2 separate regions of the Mus musculus genome follow, and region 2 is linked to region 1. The links are chromatin contacts, called in public HiChIP or PLAC-seq maps. All regions are on one chromosome and are shown on one strand. Each heading gives the region's core, a stretch centred on a gene start, on an enhancer-like site or on the middle of the called end of the contact. The rest is flanking DNA. Distances are from core to core; before and after follow the strand shown.

Region 1 (3,392 bases), core at 586-3,085:
CCATGGGCGAATGAACTTAGAGGGACACAGCAGGAACCAGGTTTGCCATTCTAGAAAAAGTGGCTGAGACAAAATTGAATAAATACAACAAGAGAGGGAGAGAAATTAAGGAGAAAGTGAAGCACAGTGTGTCTGAATGGGGGAGTAAATGCCTGGAACATTTTTGGGGGTTCTGGGTACCTACTATTTGAGATAAAGCTGCATTTCAGAGATAAAGTTGCATTTCAGTGGCACTAGTCGACATTAGAGAGCAATATAAAAACTGCTACTGATGCTACAGGGAGGGTGTGAAGCCAAGGCCTCAGGAGTTGGCCCAGTTGGTAAAGTGCTTCCCTAGCAAGCATCCACATAAAGATCTGAGTGTGGTGGTCTGTATGTATAATCCAAATGAGATCGACACAGAAGATATTTGGGGGGCTCATTGGTCAGCTAATCTAGCCAAATCTGTGAGTTTTAGATTCAGGGAGAGGTCTTGCCTCAGATATTAAGGTAGAGTGTGATCAAGGAGGAGACCTGACATTGACACTCTATTTTGCAAGCTCATGCGTGCACTTGTGGACACATATATGCATATACTATATACACACAAAGTCATGGATCAAGCTATAGTTTCTGCTAAAGGAGTTCTATTTGAACTCCTATAGAAGTTGGGAACCCATTAAATTCTTGCCTGCCTGCCTGCCTGCCTGCCTGCCTGTCTTCTTCCTGCCTTCCTGCCTTCCTGCCTTCTTCCTGCCTTCTTCCTGCCTTCCTGCCTTCCTGCCTTCTTCCTGCCTTCTTCCTGCCTTCCTGCCTTCCTGCCTTCTTCCTGCCTTCCTGCCTTCCTGCCTTCCTGCCTTCCTGCCTGCCTGCCTGCCTTTTTAAACATACAAGTGGCATGTCAGATAAATGGTTCTTCCTTCTTCTCCTTAGCCCCAGAGACATAAACAACTGTCTTTTGCTCTTATGTCCTCACAGCTTGGCTCCTAACTAATTTCCTTCAAGAGCTCTTTCCTTGTCTGCCTATGAAAGACATTGATAGCAAGTCTTATGTTTTAAACTTTTATGCCTCCAAAACAAGGGTAGCACACATGAAGTGTACATTTGCATGAGATGTTTATTTCTGGAATAAACATCCATGTTGCGTTTGGACTCAGAGAATAAGTTATTTTTCTTCTGGACTAGAGTTGGGTGCCTGGGCATGGGTCAGACAGAGTGGGGCATGGAACACTGGGGAGTTTTCTTTGAAATAATTTTTAATTAAAACATCATTAATTAAACAGCATTGTTTTACCTCTTCCAAGTTTCTCCTTCCAACTCTTCCTTTTTATTCCCTTTTGTGTTCCCTCCCTCCATGCTTCCCTCCCTCCCTCTCTCCCTTTCCCTCTCTCTTTCTCTCCCTCTGGTCTCCCCCCTCTGTCTCTCTCTTTCTCTCCTGTGTATGTGTGTGTGTTTTCCTAAAAGCATTACAACCTGTCTCATCCCTATAATGGTACTTGTATGTATATGATTTCAGGGCTGACCACTGCAGTTTTTTTTTTTTTTGTTTTTGTTTTTGTTTTTGTTTTTTTTTTTTTTTTTTTGAGAGCTCCTGTTCTTTTTCATACCTCTACAATCATGCCATGTCTGGAACCATAGCAAACCCTTCTGTGCAGGATGATTTTGAGTAGAGTTTTCCGAGTGGAACTTTACCTATGTTATCATGTCCTCATGTTCCAGTAGAGTAAGCTTCTGTTTGGGGCAGAGTGGAAGTTCACCTAGCCTTCTGAGAGATGACTGGAGTAATCTACTTTATACCGCACTGGCCCAGAGCTGACTAGCAAACTTTGCCCATCGTGTGTGGCCTGTGGAGGGCAGCAGAGGGCTTCAGAGTGTTCCAGCTTTCCCCCTGGAGGCCATTAACTGCCTGGAGATATCTGTCTCTTTCTATGAGTGTGCTGTGCTACAGAATAGAGAGATGCCCGTGGGCCAGTAACCCCTATGGAGAGAGGTTAGGCTGTGGAGAGACTGAGGAGCTCTCACCCTGAAGATCCCAAAGTGGGTTAGCAAACGCCATTGGGAAACTAGATACCGACTGAGCTTGGTCTTGGACAGGAAGGGCCACCTAGCTCGTTACAACCATTTTGCCTTCTGCAGACCACTGGAGGCCTTCATGAGCTGGATCAAATGCCTTGAACAGGAACTAGAGAATGTCCGTTAGTCCCTAGGATCTTTCTCTTGTTTAAAGAACTCAGTTGCACTGGGCTTCATAATAATACCCTGTCATCAACTCCCTTCCGCCATCCAAATCACCCATTCCCATCCTATATCTGTTCAGTAGCATTGAAGGCTGGTCCTGCGTTTAGGAGAGCATTTGTGCTGCCATCAGCTACTCGGGCAGATTCTCTGGAGGGCTTGTGACCTCTGTTCACCAATATGGCTTGCCCACATGAAGTGGTTTTTTTTTTCCTCCCGTTTAGCACATTTAGCCTGTGCCTTACTGAATTTTTCATTTATTGGCTAAGAAAAAAAAACTCTGAGTTTTTTCCAGTAGCTGAGACTCACATCTTCACACCTAAGGTGATTTTTCCAGCCACTTCTTACTATGTCTTCCCAAGAGAAAAATATCTATACATATACAGTAGTAAAACTCAGCATCTGTCGAGTGAGAAGAATGCACAACCTCTCATAGTTTCCCTTTCATTTCTTCACCTCTCTTGATACTTTCACTTACGCTGTGACCATTGAGAGACCCAATTAGTGAGTGGCTGTGTTGATCTTGCTGATGAAAATTGCTCATATTAGGGTTTATAACTTTTAAAAGCAGAAATAGCATTCAAAGGCTCATATTTGTTGTTTCTTGTTTTCAAGGTCATTCACCAATGATACCAATGGCATTATGTCTTATTGTCTATATTTTATTATTTCTCAAGGAACTATCATAAATATTATTATTATCAGCCAAGCACTCTAACACTGAGCCACATCACTAAACTTAGACATATCTTTTTTTGTGTAGAGTCTCATTGATGGGCATGGAATCTTTCTAAATGGCGTCCTCACCCTTCATCCTGTAGTCACTTAGCAACAGACCTTGATGAATGAATGGAAGGACAAGTGCCTGTTATGTAATATAAGTGCTATGTCCCATTTAACTCAACACCTTTCCATTTAGTTACCTGGATGAACAATATTGTAGCATATTCTTTCCTCCATCCAAAGATGGAAGTATGGTTTACCCTCGGCATTTATAGTCAGTTCAGACTCTTCCCTCTTGCCTTTAGAATCTCTTTACCCTAGAGAAGAGATATCTGGCATTTTTGTTTGTCAACATGACACAGGCTAGATTCACTGAGGAGAGGGAACATCAATTGGGAAAATGCCTTCAGAAGATTAGCCTGTAGACAAGCCTGTGATGTATGTTGTTAATTAGC
Region 2 (3,197 bases), core at 396-2,895, 170 kb after region 1:
TAAACCGGTCTCCTGAGATTCTTGCAACATGCATTATCTTATCACTTTGTTAAATGTTGGATATTTCCAGAAGAATCTAAGACCCCCAAACTTCTCCCTAGATCACATGGCCTTTGATTGCTCCACTAGGTCAGAATGCCATCTTTTTGCTTGTTTTACTCTCAGGCGAGGAAGAGCAGTAGTGTCTTTGTTTTCCTACACTTTAACCAGCACCCATGCTGGGAATGGCTTATTTCGTTTTTCTCTGACCTATGCTTCTTTTGAACCTGGAACTCAGGAGCACAACTACGAGCTTGGACACACACAGGCCAGCAGCACAAGGTCACTCACTGGTGCACTGCTGTGTATGATTCACCAGTGCAAGTAGCCACAGGTCAGAAGGACCCCTAAGGAAGTCAGAGCTAAGGCTCCTTTCAAACTACCCAGATGTTCTGGAGTTTCCTCACCTGACTTCTCAGCCCTGCCTGCAGGGAGCAGCATCCCCTCTCCTCCAGCCAAGCACTGCTGGGGGCACACACTCTGTCCCTGGTTAGACTTTGTTTTTTCTTTACATAACAAAGAGGAAACGTAGGCCAAGAATCCTCAGGGACATTTAGTGTGTTTTCTGATTTTCATAATATTGATTGGTTCCTAAATTTTCTGGAGCATAATTTGTATAAAGTCACTTGATTTTGCCTCCCTCCCATTTTGCATTTTTATCAGATTCAAGTCACTACTATGTGAAATTGATTTTGATGATGCCATTATATAGATAAATTGGTAACTTAGGCCAGAGTGCCATCATCAGATGAAACCTGAACACCGGCAGCCGTGGAAAGAATTGAATATAGTGGGGGCACACCGCTCACCATGCTGGCATCATTCAAGGATTCGGACATCATCCTAGTCAAAGCAGGCCTCACACTTATATAGATAAACCCAGATACAATGTTCCAACGGAATAAATGTTTTCTGTTATGTGCTAAATTATGCTTTCAGGATTGCTCAAGGCTGATGGATATGCTAATTGCCAGGGCTTCACTGCAAGATGTAATAGAGGCGTTGAAACACTATACAACACTCATAAACATCTGCAATTATTATGTGCCAAAGACAGAGGCAACTCTAATGAAAACATTACTCAGCAGTTAGTTCCTAGGTTTCATTTAATACTGTGAAGGATATTTATGTTCTTAATGGTTAATGTTTCACAGGAACAATTCACAAAAAAAGCATACCTAGAAAACAATATAGGAGCACAAAAAATCAAGTTGAACATATGCATTTCATTCATCATTTAAGTAAGATTCCCACACAGTATTCTACCGTCTATGTGCCTTTGGTCTACCAGAGCTTTTTGCACCACCTGTAACACAGGGTAAAGAGGCGCCTGTATCCCACTAGGATTCATGCCAGTGTTGAAACATCTTGCTAGAAATTAATTTCCCAATGTAATATTGCCAAATGAATCTATGTGGATCGTACTCATATTCCGGACATCAAATATTCTATAGGTTATAATCTTAAATATCAGCCTTTGCAGGGGTTGGGGTTACTGAACTCACCATATTTGATCAGAATTAATGAGCTATGTCTATAGTCCCCAGAACCCACATAGGAGCTTGAGGCAGAAGGAGGGAACCAAGGTTGAGGCTAGACTGGGCTGTGAAGTCCATCCAAAAAGAAAAAGGGAAATGTTAGGTAACTATTGCCCTCTAGTGGTGGTTTATAGCAATTACCAAAGCATTGTAATTTGCTAGAAACACGTTTTTTCTTTACTGTGGGCATTGTGGAAACATTTGATAATAACAGCCCACATTTCTAGTGTCAGAGAGTGCAACAACTTTTATTTTCTTCATATCGTTCACCCTTTTATATACTGTACTACACAGAGAATTTTAGTGTTTTAAAACAGTTTAAAGTAGACAAGTGAGTGGATAGTAGACAAATGTAGCAGACCTCAGTTGTCCCTGACATGAAAACCAACTTCCAGCAGAATAGCGTCCCATAGTCGTGATCAGATTAGGGCGTTCATATTAGGGCTATCAGCCAGTCAGTGAATAATTTTATATCATGGTCCCAAAGAGTGCAGACGACACAGTAAAAAGTAAAATGTGAAATCTCTCCCTTACCTGGTGTCTTCTGACACAAATGCATTCAAATAGAATGTTAGCTATCTAAGAATTTTATAAGAGTTTTGTAATATCACCACACAATTCTCTGGTTATTTACATAAAAACTACATGGTCTGGATCCAGCCATTATTCATCAGTTATTCCTTCTGACAATATAGTTTCTGCTCATAAACTCATGACGATGCAAAAGTCACTAACGAACTCATGTTCATTGTCACGGCTGCCCTGTTTCCTATCTAACTAACTAGCTTAATGAAGTTGTCCAATGAGATTTGTTGCTCAGGTTTCCTTTTACAAAGTCCTTGTTTCTGACCTGGGATTCGTGTGCATTGCCGTGGAGGAGCCAGGCCAAGGACTGCCGGGGACTCACTGGTCTGGTCTCTCTCTCTCTCTCTCTCTCTCTCTCTCTCTCTCTCTCTCTCTCTCTCTCTCTCTCTCTCTCTCTCTCTCTCTTCCACTGCAGATGTACATCACAAGCACAATCAAGACGAAGAGCAGTCGGCTGGCCAAGCCAGTGCTGTGCTTGGGGACCCTCTGTACCGCCTTCCTGACAGGCCTCAACCGCGTCTCAGAGTACCGGAACCACTGTTCCGACGTGATCGCCGGCTTCATCCTGGGCACCGCAGTGGCCCTGTTTTTGGTAGGTCAGCCTTTTTCCTTCTACTTCTTCCATTTCATGTCCTCTGGGTAAAGCCACAGCTCACTCACTGACTTTCCCAGATTCCAGTCTGAGTCGCCATTCCCCGTGCTCCCGACTTCTAAGCAGCAATCCTCCAAAGAATACATATGCTTCTCTACAAGAAGAAAAGCAGAGTACTTTTGCTTTGAGAAATTTGATTGGACGCCGGGCATGGTGGACAGCTGCTTTTCCTGAATATGCTCACACATTTCTATAGAATACTCCCTGTGAAACTATTGTCACTCAACATCCCTTCCATCAGACACCAGCCCTCTTTTCCTAATGGAAGAAGATGAGAGGCTGAGGTATAAATTCTCTGGGTGAAGACACAGAGCAAGTGCTGAAATGATCCCATGCTGCTGGCCTCTCATTAGAAAGACTTCCTGAGAAACATTTTTGAAAGA

The links. HiChIP or PLAC-seq counts read pairs in DNA pulled down with a chosen protein or histone mark.
Region 2: a RAD21 HiChIP or PLAC-seq map of pro-B cells shows a contact between it and region 1, with 14 times the contacts expected there. The contact joins two enhancer-like sites. A contact is called at or near these places in 3 of 15 datasets of contacts at CTCF or cohesin (large pre-B cells, liver and pro-B cells), 10 of 484 Hi-C or Micro-C datasets (the C10 cell line, cortical neurons, hematopoietic stem and progenitor cells and 6 more) and 1 of 115 datasets of contacts at active chromatin or transcription factors (large pre-B cells).

Annotation. Positions count from the first base shown.
Region 1 is chr4:49,152,201-49,155,592 of GRCm38.p6, forward strand. The region is part of intron 1 of Plppr1 (phospholipid phosphatase related 1); the gene reads left to right. Among named protein-coding and RNA genes, the nearest start is that of Gm32657, 92 kb to the right of the region's middle. Within about 2 kb of position 1,836, at least 7 of the 459 cell types and tissues checked have an H3K27ac peak or open chromatin away from gene starts, as enhancers often do.
Region 2 is chr4:49,320,771-49,323,967 of GRCm38.p6, forward strand. Plppr1 (phospholipid phosphatase related 1) reads left to right here. Exons shown (of 8, transcript NM_178756.4): 6 at 2,578-2,754. Among named protein-coding and RNA genes, the nearest start is that of Gm22685, 33 kb to the left of the region's middle. Within about 2 kb of position 1,646, at least 1 of the 459 cell types and tissues checked has an H3K27ac peak or open chromatin away from gene starts, as enhancers often do.